3 separate regions of the Gasterosteus aculeatus genome follow, and all the other regions are linked to region 2. The links are chromatin contacts, called in public Hi-C maps. All regions are on one chromosome and are shown on one strand. The core of a region is the stretch at or near the end of the contact, and the rest is flanking DNA. Distances in the headings are between cores, read along the strand shown.

Region 1 (2,883 bases), core at 383-2,882, 150 kb after region 2:
CTGGAACGACACCAAGCGCTAAGAAGGTAATGATCCACGACGAAAGGAAGCAGAGGAAAGGATGCGATGGCAGGCGGATTTGAAAAGGCAGAGTGAAGTAGAGACGGAGGAGAGGAGAGAAAGGGAACGAGGGAGTGAGTCATCTCAAAGCCAGCAAGCCATGCCAACCTGTGCCAGCTGCAGCTAAGAAGTTTCCTCACCTCCTTTTTGCCTCCTTGGCCCTCTCACCCTTCCCTTCGTCCTTTCCTCCCATTCCTTTCTCCTCCCCCCTTTTCCCTCTCCATCCTCGTCTGTCTGTGCCGCAGTGTATAACCAACTCGGACAGGGAGAGCGGCTACAACAGCTCTCTGCAGCTGCCCGACGCCACGCTCAACTTTGCCAAGAAGCACCCGCTGATGGAGGACAAAGCTCTGGCTCGCCCCCTGCTGCTGACCAAGGGCGTCAACTTCACCAGGCTGGCGGTGGATCGGGTCAGCGCCCTGGACCAGCGGGCCTACAACATGCTGTTCATCGGCACAGGTACAAGCTACACCAGGGTTTTTGGAATGAAATAATACACACGATAGATGACACATGAGTAGAATTTGAGGATCGGCAAATTAAAGCTTTCGGTTTTTCCTTCTATTGAGTTGCTATTTATTAAAGTACCTACATCTCATTCAGTGAGCTAAGCTCTTTTTTCAAAACTTATACATCAGGTTTTTGGAAGATGATACCAATAGCCTCCTCAAATACAATGCATGCACGCAGAAAGCCACACTCGCCTGCTGTAAAAAATGTGTTCAATCAGCATCTTTATAATCTAGTTTTGACATAAATAAATCAGAGTTAAGCTTAAATCTATTATATTTTTGCAGGGTAATTGTATTGGATTGTATTATACAGTACATGGTGTTCCTGTTACTTTGCCCAACTCCTGTAGCACGGTGTACTCAATGAACCAGTAAGAAGTCATTGCATGTCCACAGTCCCTATATATTATATATATATATATATATATATATATATATATATATATATATATATATATATTCCCCTACCGTAAATGAGAGTGTGTGTGTGTGTCTTGGCGGGAGTTGCACACGGTTCTGCTGGAGAGATGAAAGCTCACAGGCCGTGGCAGCAGACAGGGACAGGTACTGGCATTAGCTACGGTGGCACAAAACAACATGCCATCTGGCCACACTTCAGCTGGGTTTCAATTAAGGACGTGATTTGCATGCTGGGATCCATCTTCATGCATCAAAGGAAACATCTACGTATGTGCGACTTAATTAATATCTCCAGCCCATATGCAGGTGTCCTGTTTTGGCACGGAGCTGGAATCAGCCGGTCCTCCCGGAGCCTTAATCCTTAATAACGCATATCCGACAGTGGATTCCAGGCAAACTGAATTTGAATGCGGCCCATCACATGAATGGCGAGAGACTCGACTACTTACCATTCAGATCACCGGCGAGAGACCAACTGTGGAAACTGACAGCGCGACAGCAGCGGGCTCGGGGCTTCACTGCTGGCAAGCGAGCAGGGAGGCCCGCCCGGACGCACGCGCGCACGCACAGACCGACGCACACGTGGGCACACTCACAAACGGATGCACACACAGCGATGCACACGCTCACCGCTTCCCCGGGCCAAGTGCAGTCGTCCGCCCTGCTCAGCGCGCTTCACCGCACAAACTCTACAGGGCCCCCGGCAGACGTGCGCTCGCGGGTGCCGGTTGGGCCGCCGCGTGCTTGATCAGCTATTAGCTGCAGCGTAGCGACCGCTGATGTGAGGAGGAGGGTCGAGGGATTAGCCGTCACCGGCCTCAACGCCACGAGAGGTCGAGTGTGATGACATGCTGCTTGCTACGTCTGTATGTGTGTGTGTGTGAGTGTGTATTTCCCTCAAACCTCCCGTTTGCTACAGTTAGCTTTTCATATTATCTGTGACAGTCTCCTAATCGAGAGGGCCACACGAAAAGGTGCATGTCAGCGTGCCAAACTGTTCCATCCATGGACACACACACGCACACACACTCACACGCACACACACGCATCAAGGTCACCCCACCAGCTGTGCCTGAAACGCTTTCCCTCTCACAGGATCTCAACTGTGCCGTACATGAAATGAGGAGCACAGGATCTCCTCCTCCTCCTCTAGCGTCAGCTCTCCAAACACCACATAAAACGTCTGCCAAGTGTCACTGGGGATTTTACATTTACTCGAGGTCGTAAAAAGCCAGGAACAGCATCTTGACTTTAAAATGAATGTTCCTGCTGAACAGGACAGAAGTTGTTTTCTTTGTCATTTCATTTTCTGTCTTCACCAGTTGGCACATTAGTGCGATTGGCCTTAAAGTTGAGGCCTAAATTGAAGTTGATTAAAGTTGCAGACAACTTGATGACACTGTGCATTTGTTTTCTTTTAAGTGACCCCAAGCACACTTCTTTTGTTTTATTTATTGTTGTAATGGCATCAAAGAAGTTCTATTTGAATGAGCTTCTATGCTTTCACAGGTGCGTGCTTGCAGATATCATTAATATTTCAGCAAAATTATGATGCAGTGCGTGTTTGTTTGCAGATCCTTAATATTTAAATTCATTGGTATGCAGTCACAGCTCTGCATGCATTGATTAATTTTCATTATTCAAATAAACTGTGCAGTCGCAGGTGTGTGTCTCTAAAAATAATTATATATCAATGATATTCAAATGAGCTGGTCAAAGGTGTGTAGACCGCACGGATGGTCTATTTAGAATCGGGACTCAGGTCTCTGTCTCTGTCCTCTTCCTCACTTGTGTCCCTGCAGCGGAGGGCTGGCTGCAAAGGGTGCTGATCCTGGGCTCCGAGGCCCACGTGATAGAGGAAATCCAGCTGTTTGAGACGGCCCAGCCTGTG
Region 2 (2,893 bases), core at 292-2,791:
ACCCAAATATGCAGTTTGGTTTCTTTGCCGATTCCCAATGCTGTTCTTCCAATATTAAAAAGCACTATGTCCCCCCTCAGATAGCAACGCCTCTACACGATTACGGGATTCAAATGTGGTGATCCCATTTGTACAAGGCGACAACATTTCAGCTGACAAAAGATTCTCAATAATGTTGCACACTCACAGGGAGAATGACATCTTTAGCACTGTTGGTTCGATCAGGGAAATGGTGACTTGTTTGGTCACATGTGGGCAGAGCAATGAGCTACAACCACTGATGACAACAACAACAACAAGACTAATTCCTTCATTCCGTTAACCTGTTAGCAAAAAGTCCATCATCTACAAATCAAGCAGAGACAGAGTAATGCTTTTCAGCCCTGGTTGGATTATGAGAAAGATGTATGAATCTTCTAAACTCTTTTAGCAAGATAAACATGCAAAGAACATTGCAGTAGTGTGGTGTGAAGGAACTGAGGGAATAATATAATATTGCATAATGCACATCTAAAGTAATGAGTTAAAAGAAGCTTGAACTCTACCCAGAGCTGAGATGAGATGCAAAGTTGGATGTTAATCATGTTGCTGTCAGGGTGTAATGATAAAAATAAAAAATGTTCATCAAGAAGATTACCAACCGTCCCTTTAAGGGAACGTAATAATTCAAAAGTTCAATGACTTCCATTAAACTCTAATAAGCCTCCCTTCCTGCGGTCGAAAAAAACAACTGCAATCAAATTGGATTTGTCTTTAAGAAAGAGCCCACTGTTGTTCTCAACTGCAACCAGCTCACATTCAGCAAAACATGGACACAACACTGCCTGCAATGGAGTACAATACAGCTTTTGTTATGAATATGAATTTTCTATCCAGCATTCCACCAGCAAATGTCCGTCTTACAAAATATCACATTTTGGTGAGATAAGACAGGAGCAGAAATAATGCCCATATGATATTATTACATCATCGTTCAGGGTTTTGTCTGTCTATCAAATATCAAATCTCTCTCAAGACTTCCTTCCCTTCTCGTGGGAGGTGGTGGGGGGGGGCGAAGGTGTAGAAGGTTCTGATGGCATTTTTTTAAAAGACAACCCCTGCTGTGAGGCTCTCGTGGCTCCTGCCTCAGACGTCTGTCGCCATCTACTGCTAGGGCTGATGTTAGCGCTGGGGGGCGGAGGGGGGGGGAGGCTCTCAGCAAGCGCACACCTCCAAAATATTAATGTCAGGAGCACTGACGCAGAGCGTGAACTCATTGCAAAGCGTGTGAACTCTCTTTCCACTTTTCTAATTAGAAGTGTCACAAAAAGATTTAGAAGACACGTGAAAATGTTTAACAGTGACCATCATCATTCATCCCGTGCTTCCTGAGGAGGGCTTACGGGGTCGCTGCCCTCCCATCACCCCGCTGCACTTCGTTTGCTCTCCACAGGATGGCGTTGCCGTGCTGCAGCAGACCCCAGCTGACCAACCAGAGGCCACGTAGCCCTGCAGTCACTCAGCCGGCCGGCCAATTGAATCACAGGGACCACATCGGCACTCAGGAAGCAGCTCACTAAACGCGGCCGGATGATAGACATCTCCTGCTCTGCTCCCCACCCCCTCCAAGCACACACACACACATGCTCACGCATATTGCTGTTTACAGCTCTGCCCGTGACTACTTCTTCGGGTCCACCTTCATGTGTTGAGCTTTAAGGTTTGCATTTAGGTGTCAAGGGACGGGACGTACACAAAACCATTTGTATGACTACCAATGCATGAGCTTACACACTTCTAAGGACTTCAAGGTGTTGGATCTGAGGCACAAAGGGTCCACCAGACACACACACACACACACACACACACACACACACACACACACACACTCGGCGCTCTCCTTCTCCCTGCCCCTTGCCCCTTAGAGAAGAAGATGTGCTGATACCAGGAGGCTGGCTGCAACAACAAAGCGTCCCACTGTTTTATTGCTGCAGCAAATGCACACCGATGATTCTTGTTGTCCGTGTGACTACGTGAGAGGGGGGGGAGGGAGGGGGGTGGATGTTTGTACTTTGCATTTAAATAACACCCCATATTATGCATCGGATTCACAGTAAGCTGCCGAATTCGAAATGCGGAATAACAACCGTGATTATTTGATTAATTTCCTGGTCTTTGGAAATTTGCTGCTCCTTTCAATTCCTGGGGCGGTAAAAAGAAAAAAGGAGAAAAAAAGTGTCTGAACCAAAATCTGGTGCAGTTTTAATCAAGGTTAGCACAATTGTGAAATATGACTAAATGCTAAATCATTCGCTGTATTAAATGTATGCGTAATGTATGTAAAGTCAAATATTGATATAAATGAATAGCTGCGTTTTAACTCGGAATAGTAAATGTTGACGGACAACAGGCACCTGGGAAAAGACCCCCACCCTTCCTACGTAGGAGCAAGACCCCCCCGGATCGTAAGACCCCGCTGCTTTTCACCTCACCGGCCCTCTTCACCTGGACGTGCCCCGCGGCACAGACACGTGCACCCACACTGTAGCACACTGGCTTAAAAACCAACACTATCTTACCGCCAGTGCCCCCACCCTTTGATGCCCCCCCCCCCCCCACACCTCGACGTGAGAGGAGCCGCAAATTCATTTAAGCAAACATTGATCGTTTGAAATGCAATGCCATTTCTTCCCTCTCCCCACGTCTCCTGAAACGCAATTCAAGGAAAGAAATAGCCGCGAGACATTCGGTTGCCGCCGAGCTCCTGAACCCCCTTCGGTTGTGCGTTGCTGTGTACAACGGGCCTTTATATATGAGAAGAGGGTTGATAAATGACCGAGAGGCACAATCTAATTCGAGACAAACGCATCACATCTTTTGTGTGAACACACAATGTTTATGAGGGGAAGGTGAT
Region 3 (2,991 bases), core at 175-2,674, 170 kb after region 2:
ACTCACTCTCCAGAGTCGTTGGCTCAAGCAGCTCCGAGTCGATATCTACGATTGCAGATAGACGAAGACATCCACCATCTGTCATGCAAGACGCAGCAGGAGGAAGGAATAATAATGATGGGATAGTAATTGGAGGGGGCGTGGGGGGGAGTGATTGTCTTAAACATACAAAAATCTAATTAATACGCTCAAACAATTCTGTTTATTTGTGGCTACTGGAGTGGGGTTCGTTTTGTTTGTTTACCACCCCAGATCTAAAACCTTGACATACAGGTAAATGTCCAGAAGAGGTCCCCATCCCATTGCATCATCTGATGTTTTAATTGAATTGCTTTTAAAATGTGAAGGAGATTGAAATTGTTTTACACGTTGTTTTATACCGACATAAATCAGTTCTTGTGTTCACTGTGACTTCCCTGGAATGTCAAGATGTACCTTGCTGTTCTTATACTGATTAAATGCCTTGGTTCCCAGTAAAAGACCTATCATTTGATCAAATTGTGTTCATTTCAAACGGATGATTTCAGCTCATTAAAAAGAAATTCAACAGGGAAATAAAAACGGCTACAATCCCCACACGCGTGCTATTCCAGCTGTGTGGTCGGTTCGGTTCTGGTTTACGGCAGCTTTTTTCCCCCCTTCATATAAACCGCGACCTTTGGCCGTAAACGGAGGCGTCGCTCCATAAATTACCATCCTGGTCTACATTTAGCACACAGCCAAATGTCTGCAAGTGAAAGGACCTCTGACCCCCGATTCCAGCAGTCAAGAGATGGAAATCAGCCGCTTCTCACTGGTTCCATCCGCCTGTCAGAGAAGCGGAGGCAACGCCAACACAACGAGTTTCAAACTGCTCACATTGGAAAACGGGCCACCGCAGTGATGCGCGGCCGTAATCCATCCGTCACAGTGTCATCAATATTTTTTTTTACATCCAGACACTTGGCTGAAGGAAAACGGGAGGTTTTCTGAAGTACTAAAATTTGAAGGATGAGGATGAATCTGAAGGGTCGTCGTCACCACTTTGCCTCCTCAGGCTGATGCCGTGGGGCTCCTCTGCCCCCTGCTGGAGGAGCCGAGGCGTTGCAGCCCCTCGGCCATTTCAACATTCGTCAAGTTCACATCTGTGAGGAGATCAGAGTCGCGGGGACTGCTGCCATCGTGAGGAGAGCGAATCATTTGGTAAAAGCATCGTCATTTCATTTCTCCACAGCGGCCATTTGTCTCAACGTCTGATTTTACAACCTGTAACTTCCTGAATGGGCTTCTTTTTTTTCTTTTTGTGAGTCCACAGTCAAGCTGCTGCACCTCTATACGAGGTGTGTGTGTGTGTGTGTGTGTGTGTGTGTGTGTGTGAGGGGGGTGTGAAGCCCCCTTCCCTGGCAGACGGGCATAGTGAAGACGGCTTAACACAAGAACAATGGGGTCCTTTGACCAAAACGACGCCCCCAAGACATGCAGGCCTCCTGTCACCGTGGCAACCCCCCCTGGGACGGGGAGCGGGGCTGACAGCTGGAGAGGAGGACTTACTAAAATGGAGTCCATTTCTTTCCACTGAAGCCGCCCCGCTCTACATGTTTCCCCCGTCTTCCTCCATTCGGGGGCCCTTTTATGAATGTGGGTTTACGTCTCATTTTACAACTTCATGTGATTGACCTCACGGGCTCCACTCACCACCGGCGGCCCGTCAAACCCTTCCACGCGCGAACAAAAGTTGGCGATAAATCCCGGGCCCTCGTGGGCCCTGGTTGCCGCCGGTAATAAGAGGGAGCATTGATCTCATTGACAAATACAGGCCTGAGCCACACGATTTCACACTCGCTGTGGGCCTCGTTGGAAAACGGATGAGCTCCCTCTGCACAGACACAAAGCGCCGTAATCAGTCACTTGTCCTCCCCGGTTTGGAGACTTTGGTCTTTCAATTAGTTAATTAGTAGCTGAATGGTATTAAGTTGTCCCACCGTCTCATTCTTTTCTGTGCTCGATGCCGGCAGCCCCCCCCCCTTTTTTTAATTTTTTTTTTCCTCCATTATTGATGCTCTGAGGTTCTCGCTCTGCAGGCCCCGCGCAGCTCTCCCATGGAGCAAAAGACGGCGGGAGGAGGGCAAAGGAAACAAAGGCGGGACAACAACAGCGGATCCTCTGGCTCCTCTCGGCTCGGTCTTTCTGTCTCAGCGTGTGTGCTTTGCCACAGCTGCGCCGCCGGCTCAGACCGGCTTCAAACAGCCGCCTCCCCGCACCCGGCCTTTCAAGGGTCCACTCAACGTACAGCGGCTTTTCAAACTATCATTGGTTAGCTCTGTGGTATAGGTGGGCAAATATCTAAATTCTCATGGAGAGGTGTCGTTCTTACTGCAGCAGAACATTGAACAACCTTTATTATTGAATGTTGTTTTTTTAATTTGAGCTACTGGCTTCACAGGACCTTCAACACAGGAACGTCAATGTAGGAATTTGCTGAAAGCACATCGAGGTGCTTTTCTTAAGCTTTAGTGGAAATGTTACATCGGTTAAACATCGATGCATCAATTGATGGTATTTATCTAAACTGTCGCACCATGTACCTTCCAATCCACCTGCCACGGATTTAACCTGCAATACTTCTCATTTATATCACACGTTTAAATATGAAAGAACACAAAGAAAAATATCTCTTGTATCCTTTTAAGGACAACAAAGTGAGCCGTGCGACTGCCGTTGGTTTTCGTATGTGTCCGAATGCAAAGTGGCTTCTTTTTTTTTTTTTTTTTAATGCCTCATCTGTAAACACCGGAGGAGAAATACGACTAATCACGTCCCGCCCGTGTCAGGCAGCAGCGGGAGTTATGCTAAATAGGACTTCTGTGACACAGGTGCTAACAACACCGCTGGTGTTCCGGCTGCAACGCCGCAGATGAAAGAAGCCACCAATTGTCTCCACCACAATCTTGTGTGTTTTCACTTCTAAAAAACGATGCGCATATCGATGCGACGTGATCATTTGGACTATGA

Evidence for each region. Hi-C and Micro-C count contacts between places; a contact is called where the count stands out from the background.
Region 1: a contact with region 2 is called in a Hi-C map of whole body, with 4 times the contacts expected there. The contact joins two enhancer-like sites. A contact is called at or near these places in 4 of 6 Hi-C or Micro-C datasets (skeletal muscle, tail fin and whole body).
Region 3: a Hi-C map of skeletal muscle shows a contact between it and region 2, with 4 times the contacts expected there. The contact joins two enhancer-like sites. A contact is called at or near these places in 2 of 6 Hi-C or Micro-C datasets (skeletal muscle and whole body).

What each region holds. Positions count from the first base shown.
Region 1 is chr13:17,796,184-17,799,066 of fGasAcu3.hap1.1, forward strand. sema4c (sema domain, immunoglobulin domain (Ig), transmembrane domain (TM) and short cytoplasmic domain, (semaphorin) 4C) reads left to right here. Exons shown (of 17, transcript XM_040195650.2): 12 at 306-519; 13 at 2,795-2,883. Among protein-coding and RNA genes, the nearest start is that of cdca2, 11 kb to the right of the region's middle. Within about 2 kb of position 1,633, at least 1 of the 9 cell types and tissues checked has open chromatin away from gene starts, as enhancers often do.
Region 2 is chr13:17,643,225-17,646,117 of fGasAcu3.hap1.1, forward strand. No RefSeq gene overlaps it. Among protein-coding and RNA genes, the nearest start is that of LOC144386318, 57 kb to the right of the region's middle. Within about 2 kb of position 1,542, at least 1 of the 9 cell types and tissues checked has open chromatin away from gene starts, as enhancers often do.
Region 3 is chr13:17,817,922-17,820,912 of fGasAcu3.hap1.1, forward strand. cdca2 (cell division cycle associated 2) reads left to right here. Exons shown (of 15, transcript XM_040196135.2): 15 at 1-493. Among protein-coding and RNA genes, the nearest start is that of kat6a, 9.5 kb to the right of the region's middle. Within about 2 kb of position 1,425, at least 3 of the 9 cell types and tissues checked have open chromatin away from gene starts, as enhancers often do.